Linked DNA regions of Mus musculus: region 2 is linked to region 1. A link is a contact called in public HiChIP or PLAC-seq data. All regions are on one chromosome and are shown on one strand. Each heading gives the region's core, a stretch centred on a gene start, on an enhancer-like site or on the middle of the called end of the contact. The rest is flanking DNA. Distances are from core to core; before and after follow the strand shown. Region 1 has its middle 43 kb from the start of Gm40145. Region 2 holds the start of Ugt8a (UDP galactosyltransferase 8A).

What was found. HiChIP or PLAC-seq counts read pairs in DNA pulled down with a chosen protein or histone mark.
Region 2: an H3K27ac HiChIP or PLAC-seq map of oligodendrocyte precursor cells shows a contact between it and region 1, with 2.1 times the contacts expected there. The contact joins the promoter of Ugt8a here to the enhancer-like site in region 1. A contact is called at or near these places in 3 of 484 Hi-C or Micro-C datasets (brain, cortical glia and nephron progenitors), 2 of 115 datasets of contacts at active chromatin or transcription factors (neural progenitor cells and oligodendrocyte precursor cells) and 1 of 9 other capture datasets (pancreatic islet).

What each region holds. Positions count from the first base shown.
Region 1 is chr3:125,853,746-125,859,145 of GRCm38.p6, reverse strand. No RefSeq gene overlaps it. Among named protein-coding and RNA genes, the nearest start is that of Gm40145, 43 kb to the left of the region's middle. Within about 2 kb of position 3,260, at least 14 of the 459 cell types and tissues checked have an H3K27ac peak or open chromatin away from gene starts, as enhancers often do. A contact at or near this core is called in oligodendrocyte precursor cells, where this site is marked.
Region 2 is chr3:125,936,565-125,941,964 of GRCm38.p6, reverse strand. It overlaps Ugt8a (UDP galactosyltransferase 8A), which reads left to right and starts at 3,313. Exons shown (of 6, transcript NM_011674.5): 1 at 3,313-3,512.

The sequences.
Region 1 (5,400 bases), core at 2,011-4,510:
TATTGTTATCCATTTGGTCTCACTGCTCTAAGTACAGCCTTTATTAAAACACAAACAAACATTGTTTTCTGTTTCTAAAGTGCCAGGCACTGTATGTGATACTAGGGATACAAGAATGAGGAGGCCATAGTCCCTGCCTTCACGAGGACAATCCCAGTTTCAATAAGCAATGGAATATTTGTTGTAATATGGGTATGGACAGTGAGCTTTTGAAACAGAAAGAAAGTGAAGGGAGTTTCCACATGGGAATTGTTTCAGGTGAATCATGGAGAAACCATGGAAATTCACAAAGCTGAAAGGGTGGAGGGGATCTTAGAATAGCATGCCCTGCAGTCAAAGTCACTGAATTATGGAAGAGTGTTACACATTGGAACCTGCAGGTTGTTTGCTCTGACTGGAGAGTGCCTGATGATGAGGAAGTGACCATTCCACCAGGACAAAAGCCAGTTTTCTCATGGACTTCAACATGCCTTTTGGCTTTGTTTCTTCACCATTCAGCCTTACACAAGCTACTCAGTAACTTTCCCTAGGAGACTCAGTTTTGGTGTCTATGTCCATTCCTGGTCATATGTCATATAATGTTTAAAGACTGTTGGTATCGACTTTCTTGAATTATAGGCTAAGTTTGCATAAATGTCGTTTACTCAATCTACACTGGATTAACAAAAGATAACACATTTACTTGTTCTGGGTTTATGAAAACTGCAAAAATAATATTGTCTATAGCACCTTAGCTAGTGCAAAAAAAAAAAAAAAGATAAGAGGTGTTTTTTGGTTTGTTTGCTTGTTTCATTTGAGTATATGGAAGAGTAGATTTTGGTAATGTAAGCATTTCAACAAAAGCAATTTTTTAATGTCTCACATAGCCCTGGCTGGCCTCAAACACATTAAGTAACTTAAAAGGACCTTGAATTCTCATCCCCTGCCTCTGCCTCCTTAGACCTATGATTACAGGTATGTACCAATACTACGAAAATTTTATAGAGTTGGAAACCGAAAAGGGTCTCTTGCATGATAGGCAAATAATCTACCAACTGAGTTATATTCCCAGACAGAAAACCAAATTTATGAAACTTTTCCCCCATTTAACATATCCATAATAAAATACCTAGGAATATTGATAGCCACCAGGTTCAAGAATAACAGTGACATTAGGAGATCATGCTGGCTCCTGTTTGGTACCTACAGACTCAGCACTTTGAAAACTGATAGCTGAAGGTCAAGCCAAAGCCAGTCTGGACTGAATAAAGAGAGCCTGACTCAAAAATCAAAACAAGGCCACTGAGATGATTTAGTTTGTAAAGGCACTCTTGTACAAACCTCTTGATAACTTGAGTTCAACCCTTAGAAACCCCATACAGGTAAAAATAGAGAACTAACTCCAAACTTTGTCTCTGAAACTCCTTTCATGGGTATTTTGTTCCCTATTCTAAGGAGGAATGATGTATCCACCCATTGGTCTTCCCTCTTCTTGATTTTCTTGTGTTTTGCAAATTGTATCTTGGGTGTTCTATGTTTCTGGGCTAATATCCACTTATCAGTGAGTGCATATCTAATGACTTCTTTTGTGATTGGGTTGCCACACTAAGGATGATATCCTCCAGGTACCTCCATTTGTCCAAGAATTTCATAAATCCATTGTTTTTAATTGCTGAGTAGTACTCCATTGTGTAAATGTACCACATTTTCTGTATCCACACCCAGGAATCCATCCCATAATCAGCCACCAAACCCAACCCTATTGCACAATGCCAGAAAGATTTTGCTGAAGGGACGCTGTTATAGCTGTCATGTATGAGGCTATGCCAGTGCCTGGCAAATACAGAAGTGGATGCTCACAGTCATCTATTGGATGGAACACAGGGCCCCCAATGGAGGAGCTAGAGAAAACACCCAAGGAGCTGAAGGGTTCTGCAACCCTATAGGTGGAACAACAATATGAACTAACCAGTACCCCCAGAGCTCATATCTCTAGCTGCATATGTAGCAGAAGATGGCCTAGTCAGCCATCACTAGGAAGAGAGGCCTCTTGGTATTGCAAACTTTATATACCCCAATACAGGGGAATGCCAGGGCCAAGATGCGGGAGTGGGTGGGTAGGGGAGCAGGGCACAGGGAGTGTATAGGGGACTTTCCGGATAGCATTTGAAATGTATATAAAGAAAATATCTAATAAGAAAGAAAGAAAGAAAGAAAGAAAGAAAGAAAGAAAGAAAGAAAGAAAGAAAGAAAGAAAGAAAGAAAGAAAGGGAGAGAGAGAGAGAGAAAGAAAGAAAGAAAGAAAGAAAGAAAGAAAGAAAGAAAGAAAGAAAGAAAGGGAAAAGGAAGGAAGGAAGGAAGGAAGGAAGGAAGGAAGGAAGGAAGGAAGGAAGGAAGGAAGGAAGGAAGGACAGCACTATAGTACTCTAGTTTCTATATACATGCATATGCCCAGGTACCTCCACACTCATATCATGACTACAAACTCTCTCTCTCTCTCTCTCTCTCTCTCTCTCTCTCTCTCTCTCTCTCTCTCTCTCTGTGTGTGTGTGTGTGTGTGTGTGTGTGTGTGTGTGTGTGTGTGTGTGTGTATGTATGTTTATGTGTGTTCTTAAAATTTAAGACTAGATTTCTCTGTGTAGCCCTGGCTGTCCTAGAACACTCTCTAGACCAGGCTGGCCTCCAACTCACAGAGGTCCACCTGCATCAGTCTTCTGAATGCTGGAATTAAAGGTGTGTGCCACCACAATAATATATATATATATTCATTCAAATGAAAGATTGCAGCTTCCTGGAAGTAATTGGTAATGCATTAACCTCTACATAATATCTTTGGTAGAAGACAAAGTACCATAGTAATGACTTTCTATACAGAAAACACCAATAGGATTGGACATATAACCATACTTAACTATTTTAAAAACTAATTTCACACATTTTCCAATTTGTTTCTTCCTATAAGGTTTGGGTTGGGTTTCACAGTTATTGCTCTGTTGTTGTTAATCTCTTTCAGCAGACGACTTATCCAAACATCAAACCCAAGTTCTACGTCACAGGTACCTTCAGACGCTTCCCAAAAGAGTGGAGGAGGAGAACAGGGAAAACACCCTCAGCACAACTGGGGAAGCCTAGTGCAAAGCAAAGCATCAGTTAGGCAAGCCTGGCTGCATCTGACTGATCATGTCATGACTCTCAGATTCAGGATTCCATTGGTGGATGGAGAACACCAGCTGGGATATAAAAGCTAAGAAAATGTTAGGTTCAGATGCCTACTAAGTAGCCCCCTTTGCAATGCTGGATTCAGTTGTCTGTAACTCATTGAGCCTGTTATATCCTCAGAGCCAATGGGACTTCTTCCTTTGGAATGAAAGGGGTTTTTTGTTTTTTGTTTTTTCTAGATTCTGACATAGTTTGGAGAGGACATGAAAGAGGCTTTTATACTAGAAGTTGATGCTAGGATAACAGATGGAGCAGCCATGGAAATTCCCAAGTATAGATCTTGATATTTGTAATTATGTTTGATCCTATAATAAACTCCAAACTCCATTAACATGAGAGTTTTGGCAGCTTTTAGGTGTAGAGCTAGGAAGCTAGTGTAATGGAGCAACCCCAGGTAACTTAACCCAAGATAAAACCACTAGATTTATGCCTAAGCAATGAAAGGTAACTTAAAGGGTTGTCAAGAAGACGGTGTTTTTTATATTCTTTATTCTCCCTCCAAAAGTTTCAAACACGTGTGTTTATGTAAGAGAAAAATCAAAGTATCCTCTGCTTGTCAACTTCTTTTTCATCCTCTGGAATAAAGTAACAAATAAAATAGAAGTAACAATCGCCTAAATACAAAGCACCTGACTTCCTTCCAGGCCTGCTTTATAGAATTTGCAATAAATGGTTAGATTCTAGGTGAGTGATTCTATTATGATGACAGTTCTTTGGCCAAGATTTATCATGATTGAGTTTGAATTAGGGTCTTTTAAGATCTTCTAAACAGTTTGAGCACCCCTTGCTCAAATTATGGTCTTGTTTCCTTGGAGCTGTCAAAGCAATTGAGCTTTCCTCTATTTCTTCTTGACCATCACCCTTATGCAAAATTTGCTACTTCTCATAGGTCAGAATCTTCATTTCTGAAAAGTTCTATGCTCTATCTCAGTCTCTACATCAGCTTCCTATCTTTCCAGCCTCTCCTGATTGATACCAACTCCTCAAACCCTTGTTTAATTCAATCGAAAAGACCTGCTTATTTGACAATCAGGGCTCTTGTTCCTTAAACAATTCTATTGTCTTTACCCATAAACCTTGCCTTTACTGTCTTGCCAAACTCATAAGTCAAAAGACAGATCCTAGATCAGCCCAGCCTTCTCTGAGATCAAGCTACTATCTGGATTCATAAGCAATTCTGGCAGGAATTAAAAACCCAATGCAAGGCTCTATCTAAAAGCAAGTCCTGAAACAGAGAGTAGCTTTGAGATAAACAGTTGACTGGTGTGATTGAGTCTCTGGGTGCATTCATTCTTCAGGACTACATACAAACCAAACCAAACAAAACAGGAGTCAAGAGCCTTTTCTTTATTGCTTGGTGCCAGTCTTATATTTTATCTGTGCCACCGAAGCTCCTTTTTTCTTATTTTCCAGAACTTTTTCAAATCATCACCAATTTCTTTGGTTTTTATTTTTATGTGTCCCCCTCCATTAATATCTGCTGATGATCTATTGCTTGCTGAGAATGATGGTGCCAATGTGAATGTATTCCTTCTATGTACATTTGTCTTCTTCATTACAGTACCAGTGAAAATGTAATCTACAACAACAAAATAACAACATGTACATTAGATTCCTGAGCCCAAATCACTCACGATTGAGATTCCTCTTTGCAATTGTTTAGAATGGTGGAATCATCAAGTCATCCAAGAAGAAAGATCCAGAAGGGATTCTGGAATACCAATGAGGATTATTGGGATAGAGCTTCAGATAAAGAATTGAAAACGTGCTGGACTACAAATGCCTGGCAATAAATAACCCACAATAACTGTATACACTGCACAATACCAGTAAACAATCCACAATGCTGGTAAACACCTTTCACCTTGGTTCCCCTAACCTTTTCCATCTCTACATCATTCTGCCTTTAAAAGAAAGTGATGTGTGTGCGTGTATGCACGTGCAGCTGGACACGTGCCACAAATGCATGTGAATGTGGATGTCATAGAATAACTAAATGTCCATCCTTGCCTTCTACTTTGTTTTGGACTGATGCTTCAGTAGCTGTGCTTGTGTGATAAACAAAAACCCTGTCATTGTTCACCTTTCACTTGCTCTCTGCTCCCTCCTTTCTTGAAGGGGAAATTAGTTGTCTCTCCTGCAATCTGTTGTCCTTGCACTCACAGGCTGACTTATCTAAACACAATTAATTGATCATGCTAT
Region 2 (5,400 bases), core at 2,064-4,563, 83 kb before region 1:
TCACTTCTTGACAAACTCTCTGTTTTTCTTGCCTTGAGACAGAAAGAAACTCTTTCAAAACTGCTTATAACAAGTCTAGCTCATATTAATCTCTCCTCCCTTCCCTTCTCCTTATGATGCACCTCATATTTAATTATACTTAAATAATTTATACCTATGCAATCACTTATTTTCTTAAGTGCTTGTAAGCTCCTTCTCTCTCTAAATAAGGTCAGGATCCATGAAACCCCTTGCCAAAGTTTAAGGATATAAATTGTGTACAGTTCCTATCAAACTTTATGCAAGTTGGTCTACTAGATAAATAAAACAAATCTAAAATTTGGCTTTAAGATATGCTTGGATGTGTGCTATAAGAAGACTTAGCTCAAGAGTGACTCAGAGTTATTTTAAAGAACCTACAAGAACATATTCTGCTCTAGTGTTCTGCTTCCAGGACTTGAAAAAAAATCATTAAATTTGATCTACAGGCTGGTGTTGTAGCTCAGTGGTAGAACACTTCCCTATCATGTGTGAGGTCTAAGATGCAATCCCCAGTACTATTGAGACAAAAGAATGCTTTATAAAGGTGATTAATTCTCCAACTTTTGGAATTACAGATAGACAGCACCAGATTAATATTTATTAAATGCCAAGGGCTAGGAGCTCTGTCCTGTCTTATTCATATTTTATTTTGGTACTTCTCGCAATAACTTTATGAGATAGATGTTGCCACACTCATTTTAAGATTTATTTTTATTATTTTTAATTATGTACATTATATTTTGGGGGGCATGTGCACATGAGGACAGGTCCCCGTGGAGCTCAGAGACATCAGATCTCCATAAAGCTGGAGTTCCATGTGCCAACCAACATGGTTGCTGGCAATCAAACTTAGGTCCTCTGCAAGAGCAGGACACGTTCTTAACCTCTGAGCCCTCTCTTCAGCCCAATGTCAGAGTCATTTAATGGGTAAAGAAAACAGGGCACACAGTAGTTTGCAAACACTGCTAATGAATAGTGAAACTCAGTTCAGTTCTCGGTAGTTGTGGCAAAAAGTTAATAGTTAATGATTACCAGCTAAGTTATTATTTCTTAGAATCATTGATATTTCCCATAGAAATAATGTGAGTCCAAGTCTCTAGAATTATAACAAGCCCTTAAAATTAATAATAGAATGAGTTGATGGATGTAGTATGTGTTAGGGTAAAACCCCTGCTTATTCTCTACACAGGCTGGGAAATCCCATCTCCCCTCCTTCCCTCAACCCTGCCCCACATAGAACCTGCCTCCCCTTTCTCCTACTGACTTGGAGAGAACACCAGGCTAACTTCCATCATTTCACTTCTAGTTTCTGGCAACCCACCCAAGAGGGCCCACCCAGAAGCTCAGGTTTTTACCATTATGAACGCTCCTGGCTGGCATGACATCAGTCCTCTCCTAATCGCTATAAACCTGCTTTGCTTTAGCCTAGATGATGTGACTTCACCTGTGAGATGGGTGAACCCACCTGAGAGCTACTTTCCAGCAAACCCACCTTTATCTACTTTTGATCTGTTCTAATCTGGCCTATATCTGAGTCACTGAAGGAGAGAAAAATGCCTATCAGTATGCAACAATAACAAGGCAATTTTAATTTACCCTGGCTGAAACTTCCTTCACAAATATGTTATCCAGTGCAACATTTTGTAACCTGAACTGTACGGACACTTGCTGTTAATTTGAGTGGGAACTTGAAGGATGGATTAAACATGGAAACAATGCTCCCTTCTCTGAAAAGAAATATCAAACATCATTCATTTAATCTAACCATCCTGTTGATCATATTAAGTGCCAGTTGCTAGAGTATTTTAAAACAGAGAGTGAGCTTTATTTTTATAATTTCTTTGCTTTAATAGCCAAAAGCATAATTCAATTCTAATTTATGAAAGGTCATACTAAACTTAAGTTGTGGAATGCCCTTGCAGTGCTGAGTTGTGATAAATAAGGCAACTAATAGCCAGATCGTAGATACAAAAAAAAAAAAAGATAACTACACAAAATATTATTGAATGCGTTTTTCATTATCTGCAAGTTTTACAAAAAAATTACAGCATGATCAGCTCATATACTTTTATTATCTGTTATGTTCGATACTTGTTTGCACTTTTCTAGTGCAATTTAAATAAATAAATAAACTATATTAATCTCCTTATTTCAACTTACAAAAGAAGAAAAGTGCATTATCTCCTTTGAAATAGGTATGACCTTTGGGCACTACATTTGTTAAATAGACTTAAAAAGAACAACAATATAGAGTATATTTTTCCTTTATCATTACAGAAATTTCCGGGTTTTTTTTTTGTTTGTTTTTTGTTTTGTTTTGTTTTGTTTTTTTGAGGTCCAAGTCCCAAATGTGACTCTCAAGTTGAAGCAAGGAAATAACATTGATGGCAGCCTGTTTTCATCTCTGAACATTTAAACACAAAATTTGCATGGAGACCTTTCAGATTCTGGACTTTAGGCTTGACCTGAATGATGTATATGTGTGTGTGTGTATGTATGTATGTATGTATGTATGTATGTATGTATGTATGTATGTTTGGTGTGTGTGTGGGGGTGGGGTGGGGTGGGTATAGAATAGACTGCCCAACGGGTTCCGAATAAAAGCAAAGGAACTTTTCCTATTTTCTGAAACTGTAACTTTGCCATTGACACTTAAAGGGATGGATTGGCTTCCGGTGTCTGGGGTACCGGAGGCCTCAAGCTCTTTGGGCAAAGTTGGTTTCTTGACCTGGACACCATCTTGAGTACTTCCAGTCAGAATAAGGAAGCTAGGACCCAAGCAGACAGAACTTTAACGGCCCTTTCAAAAGAAGCTCCGGTTGGCTTTTTCCTGGCGCCCCTGGCCGGCGTTTTCCGGGCTCTCCACGTGTGCGCAGGCGTGTGCCCCAGTCCTACCGCTCTCCTCACGGAGCGGCTCTCTCGGGCCAACCGACAGGAAGTGGAAGGGGCGAGCGGCGCTCTACAGGCTCCGCTCCTTTCCAGTGCCTGAGGGGGGGAAAAAAAAAAAGCAGCGGACGAAGCAGAGGAGGAGGAGGCTGGGCGCAGGCGCGTCTGGAGCGGAGACTTTGATGGCAGGTGCAGCCTCGCAGCATCTCTGGCCGCCGTCGAGGCGCGTGCGCATCGGTGTCCTGGGCCGAGGCAGCGCGCGGCAGGGAGGTTTGAGAGACGGCTTGAGGGGCGGGCGGGGTGGGGGGTGGGGTTGGGGGGGAAGCCGGGGGCGCGCGCGGGCCTGGGCGCGCTCCCGCTCAGTAGTGGCGCGCTGAGGGGGAGAGGGGGCGGGGCGCGCGGGGCCCGGCGGAGGAGCAGGCGCGCTGCGGCCCCGAGGGGGGGCACCGCGGAGCATCGCCTGCCCTAGAGCGCCCGTCTTAAGCCCGGCAGGCGCGCCGCAGCTTCCCTCACGCCCAGCCTCCGAGGGCGACGACGCGCGCTCCACAGACCCCGTCCGGCGGCAGAGGCGCTCTCCAACTCCCGCGCGGCAGCCGAAGGACGCGGTAAGCGGCGGGCGCCCGCAGCCGGGGTGGGGGGACGGGGAATGGAGCTGCTCCGGGATGCACAGTTGTTCTCTGTCCGAGGTGAGGGAGCGCCGGCGCCCTCTGAGGCGCCCGGCGTTGGGGTCTGTGGAGAGTTCGGTCTTGTCACCCTGCGGCGGGAGCGAATCAAGGGGGCGCCCGTCGGTCCCGACGCGGGACCTTGCACTTGACTGAGGCAGGGATGGGCGGCTGCGGCGGCCGCCTGGAACTCTCCGGCTCGCCGCCTTCTGTCTGAAAGTGCCTGAGGGCTGCGCAGGGAAGGGACTGTCCCCGGCTGCGCGAGCACCCGGGACCTGCACCCGGGACCTTTCGGTGACCGCAGTCGTGGACAGAAGACAGCACTGTCGCTCGTGGCCCGGGCAAGGCGGACCGGAGTGCGGGGCCGGGTGAGGAGGGGAGAGGCTGGCGGGTTGGCGGGCCGGGGGCCGCGCGGGGCGGTCGCCTGCTGCTAAGGAGCGGCGCGGCCCGGGATGGGCGCTGCGGGCTTGCAGGCGGTGAGCGCGGCGCTGAGCGCTCCAGGGTGCAGTGCGTCCGGGCAAAAAGGACGCTCGGAGGTGTCTCCGGTCAGCACCTGACCTGTGCGCTCCGGGGCATTGGCTTTGAGGGTTTCAAAAGTTGGATACCGAGGACATGCCACTCTGCAGCACTTAGGGACAGGATCACCGCTTCCCCCAGTACCCAGATGCGGTACCCAGGCGCGCAACATCTTTTAGAGCTCTGAAGGGCATGTGGAGGGACCGCAGTGCTCTGCGTCTCCCAAACTCAAGAAAAGATGGAAACTCTTCTGTTGCGGGAGGAATTAGCACAAGGGAAGGCAGGGGTGACTTTTGAAACCCTGACCCTTTGTTGAGCCTCCACCGTTGTGACACAGTGTCAAGACAGGGCACAGACTTATATTTCATAAGGCTGTCTGCCCTATTAAAAGATTCCAAGAAAAACAGTTAAGTTTGGGGGGTGGGGTGGGCGCAGGGCGGGAATGGATCATCTTAGGCTGTCAAATTGTACAACTTTGTTTAAATTTATGACAGGAATGTGCTGCAATTTGGCTAGATGCCAAATATGCCCTTGTTTCAATCTATAATGCCACATTCCCCCCCTCCCCCAAACAAATACCCACTTGAATGCAGGCTTACTAACCCATGAGCCTAGATTAAAAAGGACATTCGTTAGAGACAGTCTAGAAAGTCTTGCATAATCAGGATTCTAATAGCATTAAGGGTCACGCATTGTCCCTAGCCGTTTTGTTTTGTTTTGTTTGTTTTTTTTTTTTTTTGAAAAAAAAATCACACTTAAGCTTGTGGTAAGAACAGAACTCTTGTTAATCAAATTAGTTTAATTTTCCCTGAAGAAGAAACAGTTTCTTCTTTGCTTGAGGCCTTCCAGTGACCATGTCTGCTCAGCAACTCTTAATTCTCCTAGATGGTGACTAGGTCAGCATTGCCTGATTTACCTGCCACTGGCAAGGTTAAGTGCAAGTCTAGTGTTGTCTGATCTGTCGCTATAGGAACCCTTTTAAACTATAGTGAAACAGTGTCTGGACATTTAGAACCACAGCCCGGCTTTGTTAGGCTCATTTGAACAACTGCACTAACAAAACCTGGCCTTTTTCTACTGGAGAGAATGGAACTCTTGGAGTCCATGCTTTATAGTTTTGTGTTTATACTGAGACTTAGAACACCTGTTATAGTAAACAAATTCAGTAAATATATTTAAGAGAAGATTTTGTAAGATCTAACTTTGATAAGAGTTGCTTTGTAGTTCAGATTTCTATTATTTAAATTGGGGCATTTCAAGGTACCTGTGAGCAGATGTGAGTTTAGTTATCACTTAACTATTGCTGTAAAACTTA